Regions from separate parts of the Zea mays genome. Here region 2 is linked to region 1. Evidence: chromatin contacts called from public Hi-C data. All regions are on one chromosome and are shown on one strand. The core of a region is the stretch at or near the end of the contact, and the rest is flanking DNA. Distances in the headings are between cores, read along the strand shown. Region 1 holds the start of LOC100276564. Region 2 holds the start of LOC103632340 (Octicosapeptide/Phox/Bem1p (PB1) domain-containing protein / tetratricopeptide repeat (TPR)-containing protein).

Region 1 (6,440 bases), core at 2,701-5,200:
AGGCACAAAAATTCCTTCGTGCACTCAAGATGACATATGAGCAGATGCATGCTTGTCCGAAGGGCTACGTGTTATTTAGGAAAGAATATGCGGAGGCAAAGTACTGTTCGAAGTGTAAATCGTCTAGGTTCATGGAGGTAGACTCTGGTGATGGACAGAAGAGGCGGCTCAACATCCCCTTGACAATCTTATGGCACCTTCCGTTCATACCAAGGATCCAGCATTTATACATGACCGAGGAATCCGCAAAACAGATGACATGGCACAAAAATGAAAAACAATACAATCCTGACAAGATGGTGCACGCATCTGATGGTGAAGCATGGAAAGACTTTGATGCCATTCACCGTGAGAAAGTCGAAGAGGCTCGTAATGTACGTGCTGCACTGGCCACAGATGGGTTCAATCCCTATGGAATGAGCGCTGCCCCGTACACATGTTGGCCCATGTTTGTTATCCCAATCAATCTCCCCCCTCGGTGTGTGCTTTCAAAGGAAGAATATATTCGTGTCGTTGATAATTCCCGGACACCTGGGGAATAAAATGGGCGTGTACATGGAGCCTTTGATCGATAAATTGGTACATGCTTGGGAGGAAGGGGTATGGACCTATGACCGAGCTACAAAGACAAACTTCAAAATGCATGTTTGGTACCAGTACTCCATGCATGACTTACCAGCGTATGGGCTATTCTGCGCCTTGTGTGTTCACGGTAAGTTCCCATGCCCAGTTTGCAAAGAAGCTCTTAGGTTCATTTGGTTGAAAAAAGGTGGCAAATATTCGTCCTTCGACAAACATCGACAATTTCTCCCTCCTGACCATCCATTCCGCCTAGACATCAAGAACTTTACGAAAGGTGTCATAGTGACAGACCGCCCACCTACAACGATGACTGGTGCCGAAATTCGTCAACAGATAGATGGGCTCGTGGTCAATACAGAAGGTGGTTTTGTGGGATATGGTGAGCAGCATATATGGACACATAACTCGAGCTTGACTCGGCTCCCCTATTATGACGACTTGCTCCTTCGCCAAATCTTCGTCAGGCCCTTCGCCGCGACGAGTATCTAAGTGACCAGGTATGCGCACCCTTTCTCTTCCCTTTCTGCTCTGCTAAACCGAACACTCGAACCCTAACTTAATCTATCTGGGTACATGTATTTGGATCTGATCTCATTACAAAGTCTATTTATGTATTATGGCTACTAATTTCTTTCCTTTTTCAAAAGTCATTGAGTGTACATGTGCACGCCCATGCCCTTAACTGGGTTCGCCCCTGCAGTATTCTCTATTTCTCTTCTCTTTTTAGTTTTCTTATTAGGATATGATGTTGCTAGGAGCGAAAATTTTATTTATTGAGGGAATAGCCGTCTAATTGAATTAGATTGAAAGCAACTATTAAGGAGGTGTTTGGTTAGATCAAATATAACGTGATCCAATTATGTCTGTAAAGCGATATCCATAGAATAGAACTGTTTGGCTAGATGTAGTCTGTAATGAATACCTGGTAATCAAAAACCTTCTTCATTCAATTCCCCTGTAATTCGATACCACTCGCTCGGCGACTTATCCTCTCCCACGGCTCCCCCACTTCCATTTCCTCGCGTCGCCTCCCTTCGTGCCGCCATGTCCCCTCGCGTCGGCCGCCGCCTCTCACCGGTGACTATCGTCCTCTCCCTCCCTCTCTAGCTCTATCCTTTCTCTGAAACCCTAACCTCCCGTGAGGCAGGCTCCACGGCACGCAGTGGCCTCCTCGTCGTACCCGTGGTCCTCGAGCCTGCCGTCGACGAGCCCCGCCACCGTTGTGATGGTCGACGAACCCTAACATCTCATCCACGAGCCTGCCGTCGATGATACACGTCCTAGATCTCATCAAAGAACTTGCCCCTGTACTGTACCAGTGAGCCTCCTTTCTCTCCCTCCCTGTCCCTCTCATCCAGCTCTTCTAAGGTGGTGTTCCCATGAGGCAGGCTCCACGGCGGCGGCGATGAGCCCCGCCACCCCGTGCTTGTCATCGTCTGGTGCTATTCTTTACTGAATCGACTCATAAGGTGCCGTTCTTGAGGTAATTTACTCATTAGTTGGTTGCTTTCTCGTCTATTTTACTGTGCAAGAGCCTAGAGCATAGAGACTTGCTCTGCCCATGAGTCCAGAAGAAAAGAAGCCATACTACAATAAAGATTAAAGAATCATGTGCCTAAGCACGTGGTTTAAGTAGCTTATTTGCCTAAGAAACATGGTTAGTTAAAGAGCAACCGCTTGGGTGTCTAGCGAATATCAAAGGACAATTTTACCATTCCAAATCAGCCAGCCACCTATTTGGTTTAATAATTAAATAATGCTGCAAATCTCAGCTTTTCAGAGTTGGTGCTGACAGATTTGGAGCTGACATGGCCTAGATTTGGTGCTGTTTTTTCCTGCAAAATTCTCACATCGGTTTTTCAGAGTTAAGGGCATATACTGAACTTGAATTCTCACATCAGTTTTTTACCGCTCATTAGTGGCTGACTAATATGCATAGAATACAAGAGAAACTCAGGGTGGAGCTTATTTTAGGATGCTTCATTTAGAGTTTCATGTCAACTTCCTCCATATATTGGCTTACTGTTGTAGAAAAAGGTTCTTTTGCTCAATAAGACAATCAGATTCGAATAATAATCCAAAGTTTGTACTTCAATTTGTAAGCATCAATTTTCTTTTGTTATCTTGTTGTTTTCCACTTCTCTACTAATGAGATCTGTTTAATCTTGCAGTATTGCGACATCTGAATTGGTGAGCGACATCATTGTTCGCATAGGGACTACAAAGTTTTATCTTCACAAGGTAACCTGTAGTTTTCATTCACATGACAGTGCTACTTTGTGATTGTTGTTTTCTCAGGTTTTACATATGTCATTTGATTGTTGTTTTCTCGGGTTTTACATCCCAGCGACTTGATTAATTTCTTGGTTCTCATTATGCATAGCACAATCACTTGAGAGTGCATATTTATCACTTGATTAGTTTCATAGTTAAGGGCATACTGAACTTCAATTCTCACATGGTGTGCTATGTGCAGCTGAAGTTGGCTTCGATCGGTACGGCTGCCCAATTTCGCTGCTATGTGCTCTACTAGTAGCACATGTTTGCTCCTATGTGCGGCTGTTAGGCTTCATTACCTCTAGGACCATCCAAACAACGTAAAGGAAATGGAAAACGTTACCAGGTTTATCCAAACAATTGGCGCTTTTCATTTCCATGATAATAGATACCACTCTTATTTAATTACATTAACGTTACCATTATAAGTGCTCAACCAAACGCTACCTAAAGTATATTTTGTTAGGACATGTGAACTGTTAAAGGAGCTATAAAATATACTTTTGGTTTTGTGATATTGTTTTCATATTTTAATTATTTGTAGTTTAATTTATTTTATTACCAGATTAATGATTTAAATTGTACTTGTGGATTAAAATTCTAGTTATTTAAATAAAAATTGGAATTCACTGAACGGATTGTTGTATGATGAAAAATGCATGATATCAAAGCATATTGCTTCATAAAAATCATGTATATCTAGAAAATCCATGTAGTATTGAAAAATATAACGTTTTTATTATGTATAATTCAATATCACCATAACACCCCTAGGTTCTATCTAGAGATATAATATATTTAGAAAAATAGAAAATGATCAAACCATGTGATTAAATTGAATGTTTCTAGTTTCCCGTCTTTATGTCTGAAATTCTATTCTATATATAGAGCGCGACGCAAACGTGCGCACCCGTACATCCACGTCGGCAAAAAAAACATGTGCGCAAGATGTTCCATCAACGGACGAGATTTCTTCTCAGCCTCCCGGGCTGTTGTAGATGCCTAGAGAATTCTAGCCATGTGCAGTTTATAAAAAATCAACCGTTTTCTAGAAGGGTCTCAATAGGCATCGCGTGCCTAGCGTCGGCTACCGCGACTGCAGCGTCGGCGGCTGGGACCAGCGGATGTGCGTTCCTCTCTCTAGAAGCTCCGTCCGTCTTCACAGCCTTTTCCTCCCAACAACGCATAATATTAGCTAGGGTTTCAACGCATCTGACGGCGGAAGCTAGGGCGTCGCCACCGTCAATGTCTTGGCACTCCCGCTCTGTTCATCAATCGCATCGACAGGTAACAGTCCATCATCTCCGTATCACCTCCTTGGATCCTCCTCTGTTCCGTGACTTCCACAGCACGCTGCCAGGAGCCCTATCCTCAATCATGTCTTTCCCGCCGAGCTACACACCTTCAGGAGCCCATCCCCTCCTCCCTCAAACGACGCCGGGTGACAAGCAGGAAAAGTAGTAATGACGACATGCTTCCAAATCACTTTCAACAGTTTCTTCTACTTCTTTTTGTTTGCCTTATGATGATTATCTACTGTCAGTTACTCAGTTTTATGATTTGACTAGTTACTTTGGTTTGTGGAGCTGGATGGAACAATCTTTCAGGGTGCTTCACCATTAGATTGTGCTTATATATTGAGCTGAAAATTTAACCTATATATGTCCTGTTTTAGGTGCTCCATGATTCTCTATAACATCCGAAATAAATTAGGATTAAAGCAAGAATAGGAAGTTATTCAAAACTCAAAAGTAAAGGGTTTCCGGTCTTCCAGTTAAATGACCAAATGACCTGTAGAATGACAGCAAGCAAGCAAAATAAACGGCAGACAAATTGCACCAACTCAGAGCAGTGCAGGCCAGGGAAGAAAGCAAAATTTGACACATCTCATTGTCTAGTAAGTTTGAAGCCTCATATCAGTCTTAAATGGGATCAATATCTGAGGAAAGTTGTGCCAGAGAAGGAACAAGTTGGAATTTTGTGGTCAGACTTGGCCCCTTTCATGGAAAGCCAGAAACACTGTTCAGGCCTTGCTGATGTTATGTATGTTCCTCCAGAGATTTTCTCTCTTAAGAGCCTGAAAGGTGTGCTATCCTATGAGGTATACCTAGCTTCTTACCTACAATGTTAACTTCTGAGTTTATTTACCATGATCTGTTTTCATTTTATTTTCTACCATTGCCTTTACTTGCTAAATTCTTTATTTTGGTAGCGTTAGTCTGATATTTTATGCTATTCTGTTAACTATACATCAACAAACCTTGTCCTTGATGTAGGCATGGTCTACATCTCTTACAGAAGCCGAGAGAAAATTTCTCATACAATTCCTTCCAAGCGAGACTGATGCAGAAGAAAATGTAAAATTGTTGCTTACGGGACAAAATCATCACTTTGGAAATCCTTTCCTTAGCTGGCAAGTACTCTGATTTGATTCCTGTAGACCCATTTTTATTTTGCATTCTATGGATTTAGATGCATGTAGATGTGCATACTGTTTCCTTTGTTGTGGTTATATTTTGTTGTGAGCTGGTTGTCTTTGTTCTAGGGATGAAATGTGGGCCAGGTATTCTTGCCCATCTGTCCGACGAGTTTAAATCTGTTCATATCTGAGCCTAGATATTCAATGTCCTTTTCAGATCCCAGTTCATATCCGAATTCGGATATTCAATGTCCTAGATTCGGATCCGGATATTCAAAGTCGGATATCTGATATGTATACATATTATTTAGTATCTGATATACATATGCACATAGCCTCTTGAGATTTGCCCATTTTTATTTCCATCCCTCCATCCTATCCCCCCAATTTTTTTTTTCTCGAACACGCAGGAGAGCTGCGCATCAATATATTAAGAAGAAAAGGGGAAAAGACCCCGAAACAGACAGTACAACAGTACAACACACACACACACACATAAACACACACACACCGAACCCACCTAGCCAGAAAGAACATCTGGAGCAGGGGCAGGGACAGAGCGTTTGTCAGCTGACAAACACCCCAACACTAAAACAGAGAAAAACTAAACCGCCCGACTTTGAGCTAGGAGGTAAGAAAAACCCTTAGCCCTAGCCAAAGACCACAAGAAAGCTTCCTCCCTGGCCAGCCGAATCATATTGCTCCTCCCAAATCATATTGCTCCTCTTGCTGCCTGAGCACCTTGAGCTCGGTGGCGTAGCCATTTTTGATGCTGAAGATGGGGTTGAGTATGCGTTCTGCATGCAACCATCAGGGATGGAAATGGAAACATGATGGTGGAGAATATTTGAGAGACATGATGGAGGGATGAAAATGGAAACATGATTAGCTTAGGGGGCTAAGGGGGTATTTGGTTCCCCTAAATAAAGTTTAGTCCGTGTCTGTTGGAGCTGTGGCTTCTAAGAAGGTATGAGTGGTGAGGAGAAGGGTGAGGCTCTGGACCACGACGTTTGGGCGCCGTTGTCCTAGGATTAGGGCTGCTGGCTGGAAGGGGTGCGGTACTGTTCACGGGATGAACAATACCCGCGGTGAATAGTAGACACAGGAAAAGGGGAAGCCGAGCAAGATGATTTGCTTGCTTAATCTTTCATTGACTGAAGGG
Region 2 (6,969 bases), core at 826-3,325, 140 kb before region 1:
GAACTTGAGAAGGAACGACTTGAGGTGCGGGTTGTACTTGTACCGGGCGATGTCCATCACCTGCAACAGGCTGCAGTTCTCGGGGATTAGGACGATCCTTATGTCGTCCCCGTGAACGAACTTGAACTTCTTCTTCACCACCTCTCTGGCAGCCTCATGGTTCTCCCTGCTGCTGCTGCCGGCGTATAGTTTTGGATGCTTTTCTCTAGCACCACCGTAGTTCGATGTCCTGATGGTGATTTGCCGTTCTGGCGGCATGTACTTTTCGTCCAGTAAGGAGTGCTTCCCCGGCAGGCTGGCGCTGGCGTTGGCGTATCTCTCGTATCTTTCCTGCGTCGTCGTATGCCTGCTATGGCTGCCCACCTCAAAATGCTTCTTATTACGCCTCTCCACGACGCTGGCTTGATTATTCTGTGCCGTCGTCGTCGCCGTGTGCTTTCCCTTCTCAGCAGGCATCTGGATGCCTTTCACCAGGATCTCGTTGAGATGCTTCTCATGCTCATCTTGGCCATGCCTCCTCCCCGGAGAGTGCTGCCCTGCAGCTTCGTTCGTGGCACTGGCACCACACTGCTTGCTGTACTGCTCGGCGGCGTTCTTGAAGATTTTCGTCTCTTTCTCTTCAGGGTGGTGCCCGTGCCTGTGCTGCAGCAGGCTGCAGGGCTTCTCCTGCGTCTCTGAATTATTATGCTTCCCATTACTACTGCCGCTGTGTCTCTCTTTGTCGCCATCATCCTCGTTACTCCCAGCATGGTCCTCTTGGCCATCGTCGTTATTCCCATGATCGTCGTCCACTTCCTCCCCCTGAATCATCTCCCACACCTCCTCCTCCACGATTGAGTTCCTAAATTTCCGCGACACCCTCCTCTGTATCCTCTCCTTGGCGAGACTACTGATGGCAGCAGCAGGCTCGTGGTGGACCGACGACGACGCAACCTGTCTCTCCAGCGACGACACGTCCTCCTCCATCTGCATCACCTCCTTGATGCTCTCGTACAGCTCCGACGCCGTCACGTTGTTCGGCTCCAGGCTCAGAGCCTTCTCCGCGTCCCTACAAGCTAGATCTAGCCTATCCAGTGCCTCGAAACACCGAGCCCTCTTGAGCAGCGCCTTCGTGTACGCCGGCGACGCATCCAGCGCCGAGTTGCACTCGTCGATGGCACGGTGGTACTCCTCGGGGTTCATGTGCATGTAGCATGCCGCGATGTTGCAGTGGAGGAAGGCCACGTCGTTGTGGCCCTGCGGCAACAGCTTGATCGCCTTGTCGAACTTGAACGCCGCCCCCTCGTAGTCCCTGGTCTGGAATAGCCTCGTGCCTTCCTCCTTCAGCTCGGAGGCCAGCCCGATGAAGACGGCGTCGTCCTCGTCCACCGCTGGCGCTGGGTGCGAGCTGATCTGCTCGCCGCTGCATTGGCTGCTCCTCGAGTTGCACCTGCTGGTTCTCGGGCTGCCTCTCGATCCCGATTCACTTAGTTTCTTCTTCTTCGGTGTCTTCCCCATACCCTCAAATCTAATGTAATTATATTCTGGCAGATTCCAATTCGCTTCCACTTGTTTTTTGGCGCCTCCTTTCTCTTGTGGCTTCTTTCAGAAATCAATCAAGATCTACGTACTGAATCTCTTCGATTCTTCTTTGTAGATAGATACATATAAAAACACGAGCGCAGCAGGAACAACAAAGAAATCGAGATGTGGGAAAGAGAAACTGGGCAACAAGGATTCACACCTTCCTCTTCCCCGATACATGCCTACATCGAGAATTCGCTGTAGGGAAAAAAAGCGGAAATCATTGGGATTTGGGAGACGTCCCAAATTCGAGAAGAACACTAGCTACTAGTCTGCAAGAGGAATGAGGAAACTGACGATGCAGACGCACGAGGAAACATGCATGCATCCTACGGGAATGGAGCGAGGAAAGGGTGTGTGGTTGGAGCCCAAGGGAAGCCACACACTTTTTAGCAATTTCTATTATTAGTTTTTTCTCCATATGTTTATTGTATTGGCATAATCATCATCCCAAAGCACCATGTGCCAATGCACTAAACCTTTATTTATTTTTTCCTACCTCTTTTATATAAGCCAATTAAAATTAAGGGCGGGTCTAGGATGGCGTGTAGACGCCTGCCTTAAATAGAGCGTTGTTTGTGATCTTATACACTCGGCTTATTTGTTGCATGTGCTTTGGTTCTTCTAATTTTTCTAGCTTGTAATTATCTTGGTGTATAGAAGTGGTAATGTGCTCTAAATTTTACGCTATAAAATTTAATAACTAAATCGGATTAAAATCAGACTTTGTTTCTATTTATTTTTTAATTTAAATTATTTAAGAGCTCAAATAAATTGTGAATAGACATTTAGATCGTTATCTATTACCATGCCAGGGGTGTGTCAAATCTAATTTCGAAGGAAAAGCCAGGTATAAACTATGTATGTCTAAAGATCAAGAATAACATAGCTCGACAATGTGAGTGAACATCACATTACAATATTTATATTTTATAGAATACATTGTTAAACTCTTATTGTACGTTAGGGTGTTTGGTTTAATGAATGAGCTAGTCTATCATCTTCTTACTTCTCACTTTTTTATTTGGTTTGTAAAATGGAATGAGTTGATATATCACTACCACATTCCTAATAGTTAGTTAGTACTAATATAATTAATATGGTCATCACATCAAATTTGAGTAATTGATTCATGATGCACCACCTCATTTTGGATAGAGTGATTCCTTCAACCAAACACTCCATAAGAACTGATTTGGTGATCAGGGATCAAGGGGGGATTGGAGGGGATTGAGGGGGAAATTAGTTCATTTCCCTCTCAATCCCCTCCAATCATCCTATTATCCCTTGTCACTAAATCAGCCCTAAGTATTTAACAAAACACAAATAACTTAACGAAAGTGTTGCGTTCAAAAGTGACTGTAGAACGGCGGCAAACGATACTCTGCACCGGCAAGCTTACTTATTATAAATCACCTAGAAGGCTAGAACTTGTTGCAGTCCTAAAATTAAAACTCCTATTTATAATCTGCCGCATCTCATTCTTTTGATCAGCGGTTACAATGGATGCAACATAATTATAATAAACAAATTAAGAGTGAATATATATTGCACACAACAGGTATTCCATTTAGATAAAAGTAATACTCTCTCCGTCTCAAATTAAAATTTGTTTTAGTTTATTAATGGGTTCATACAATATTTGTTGTATGTATTTTATATATATATCTAGGTTTATCTTCATCCATTTGAATATAGACATAAAAACAAAAAGCTAAAACGATTGAGATGAGGGAGTAGCTTTTAGTTGATCTAAGTTTTAGTGCATTTAATTTGCTTGCCAAAGCCCGTTATAGTTAGACAAGTATATCATGAACTAAAATATATAAAAGTATATTATCTTGTGGTAGCAACACAACAACAACAACATTAACATTATCACAGTCCATGTTTCTTCTAATCAAAGAGTTAATAGACCACTCATAACCGGAAGTACGAAGCATATTTTAGTTTATTAAACCTTTTCATAAATTGTACAATTTACCCATGAATTGTGATTCACATATGCATAGGGGCATGACACTCCATTTAAACACTACAAATTGTGAATCGGCGGGTTTCTCTTCAAAGCTTTTACAAAGAGTCACTAGTGTGTAGACGCCTATTATATGTTTTATCCCAGTTGTTTAAATATAGTCATGATCTCTAAGGCGGTAACTTCAAAATAATAAATCCAATAAATAGTAGGATGTTGCACTCATCCTTAACAGAACATGGGCTATACCCTAGAAACCCCATCATGGCCTTTTGGCTAAGTGTTGGCACTAGATCTTGACTAGATCGGTATTCACCCATTACGATCGAAGGACTCAAAGATAGGGGTGTTCGGTCTAAGCAAAAAGATGGATCTTATGGATCGTTGTATCGTAGATAAGTCTTTAAATCATAGACAGATGATAGATTAGATGGAAAGTTTGGCTAGGAAGTGCTTATCGATTCTGGTCTATAGGACTATATAATGTAATAGTTTGTAATCATGATAAACAGAAGACATTCATTTACCAAGCAACATGTGCTTCTCGTCTCCTTGACGCATGGCCACCCCTAAACCGGTTAAGCAAAAATTGTGCGCTTTGTAAAAGACAGACGAGATGTGATAAAAAAAAGAGTTAACTTGGCTCCTATGAGCAGAATTCATTAGAGAAGTTTTCCATCCCAAGTGGGTGGCCAATCATATACTTGTACAAAAGAAAAAAATAAACAATGTGTGTGTCTGTTGATTATACGTTGTAAGTGCAATCAACCCCAATTGAGGGTTTTAGTGATTAAATGACAAAACGAATAAAGTTTCTAAAAAGTTTGCTATGGGAGGGAGGGGAAGAGAGAAACTAGCTCTGGTACTAGGTTGGAACGGGAATCCCTAACCCTTATCAGGGTAGGGAGTGTATATATGAGTGTTGTGGGCCAAGGACCATTACAATGGAGGTATACACAGTGATGTAAATAACACTCTATCAATTTGATGGACCTTGTATCAAACTTGATGTAATATTGTACTTTAAAGTTGCTTAATTAGTTGTATGGTGATGTGCAACTTGTCATGTATGTGTGTCGATCCTAGCGTGACATGTACCGAGACAATCAGATTTGTCTTTATTTTAAGTGGGTTGTTGTGGGACCATGTACCTTTTGATGTAGAGTCATGTGGATAGCCCTAGTGAAGCTTCCCAATCCTTTGGGACTCAAATGTGATCCAAATACTAATTCCATGAGGCTAGTATACACATTTATAAATTGGATGGTTCTAGACCTACTTAAACGAGATAAACCTATATAGGTGGCGATCAACTTTAAGAGTTGCTCCATAACTCGGGACATATCATCAGAGTGGGGCTGAAGCAACCCACTATATGCAGCGAAGCAAATCAGCGGTTCAACAGCCATAGGCATGGTTGGGAACAAGTGTAACTCTTACCCGATCAGTGATCTCCTTCCCTAAGAAAACAACAAATAAGAAAGAGTGAGTACTTACGTACCCAACAGCCCACCTTCACACATGGAATGGGAAAATCAGATATAATGCATGGAGTATGTGGAGCTTAGGATATTTTTGCAGAAAAGGCATTTTTGATGCAGAGCTATTTTGTAAAATATTTTATCATTTTCAAAGTGCATCCTCCCCCAGAGGAGCAAAAAGTTTTTCAAAATAGAACAAAATCCTCTACACTAAACCATCCAGTAATATCGGTAGTTTTCCACTGATTTTTATTTTTAGAAAGATTGCTATTGGACTTCTCGTCCACCATAGCTCATGGCTCAACCGCAGGACCTTTTAAAACCATTTTTCAAACCATTTTGGAAAACAAAACACTAATTGTCAAATCCATGTCATGACTCATCCATATTCGTGGACACAGACTATTTGAATAGATTTTTGAACTCTACGCAGAGGTGTACACTTTATCCACTAGTCCGGCTCTGCGATCTCATGGCCAATGAGACACGAATCCGAAACTCTTTCCTCCCCTGCACGACTTTACCTTAATGGTTATACAGAAAGGAACAAGGACTCCTCCTCGCCAAAACTAGGATGAAACTATTCCCCCTCCTTGCCCTTCCGGTGCTCCCTAGCCACCATAACCCTAGGGTGCATATCGTGCAAGTTTGGTGCAAGGAAAATGGACCCCAACACATTTGTATTAATGATTTTGGTGTTTGCTGGTCAACATAACCTGCGGACTAATGTGTTTACTAGTGTTTGTGTTTGTAGTTCACAGGACGCTAAAGTGACTTGGACTAAGGCACTAAGGAAGTAACACCTCAAAAGAAGATAGTAAGAAGACCATAAGTGAAGATCAACAAATATCAAGCAAAGTCCAAGACATCAAGAAAGTGTTGCCACTGGTGAGCCGTCTGCTGAGAGCACCGGACTGTCCGGTGCACCAGGGAACAGTAGCCAACAGCTACTTCCTGGTGGCACTTTGGAGGAGAGCCGGACTGTCCGGTGTGGCACCAGACTTTCCGGTGCAAGGCTACACACGTCAATGGTCACTTGTCAAAATGTCAGATCTAATGGCTAGTGGCGCACCGGACAGGGCACAGAACTGTCCAGTCCCTACCACCGGAGTGTCCGGTGTGCCGTAGAGAAGCACCAGCTTTTCTACAATGGCTAGTTTTGAGTTGTGGCCTATATATACCTCACCCAACCGGTCATTTGAAGGTGTGGGAGCCCTAACAACATACCAACACATGTTATAGACATTTTCCAAGTGATCATACACCCAAGTGCTTAATAGAATCACTCGGTGATTAGCGTAGGTGCTTGGCGAAGTGCTTAGGTTAGTTAGACCACTTATGCGCTTGTTATAGGTGAATCCTAGTTAGTTGACTGTGTTTAGAAAATCTCACATAACCCCTTGGCTCTTATGTGAGTCATTGTAATTGTACCAAGTGGGGCGTGAGTCTTGCGAGACCGTGACAACCGAGTTTTTGTCACGGCCGCCACTGTGTACCAGAGGGAACGAGGCCTGCATCATTTTGGCTAGAAGCTCGATAGTGGGACGCCGGGGAGCATCCGAGAGGAGTCGGAAGCGGAGCACCACTTGCGCGTGGAGAAGGCCCATGGCTCTCTACGGAGGTACTCGACCATGGTGCTTGGCCCTCGCGTGGGCTACCCTTTGCGTAGGGGCACCAACGACGATTAGTCGGGACCTTGAGTGGTTCCGGATAGGGATGAAAACGGTCGAAAACGGTATTTATTCGGTAATCAGTTTTTAGTCATTTTTCTTTGATTGCGAATAAATAGGATATAAAATCTACAATACAAATTTGTATTCTTGTTTTTAACATCCAGCTTGTAAAGATTCATAAAAGGTAAACCTCAAATTCATCATATATTTTCTCAAATAATAGATATAAACTTCGGTATGGATTCGGAAATAAATTCGATAATTTTTTCAACGTTTC

Evidence for each region. Hi-C and Micro-C count contacts between places; a contact is called where the count stands out from the background.
Region 2: a Hi-C map of root tip shows a contact between it and region 1, with 3 times the contacts expected there. The contact joins the promoter of LOC103632340 here to the promoter of LOC100276564 in region 1. A contact is called at or near these places in 2 of 25 Hi-C or Micro-C datasets (ear and root tip).

What each region holds. Positions count from the first base shown.
Region 1 is chr7:48,566,867-48,573,306 of Zm-B73-REFERENCE-NAM-5.0, reverse strand. LOC100276564 reads left to right here and starts at 3,950. Exons shown (of 8, transcript NM_001363614.2): 1 at 3,950-4,146; 2 at 4,535-4,960; 3 at 5,136-5,272. The coding sequence starts at 4,646.
Region 2 is chr7:48,705,811-48,712,779 of Zm-B73-REFERENCE-NAM-5.0, reverse strand. LOC103632340 (Octicosapeptide/Phox/Bem1p (PB1) domain-containing protein / tetratricopeptide repeat (TPR)-containing protein) reads right to left here and starts at 2,075. Exons shown (of 2, transcript XM_008654149.3): 1 at 1-2,075. The coding sequence starts at 1,497.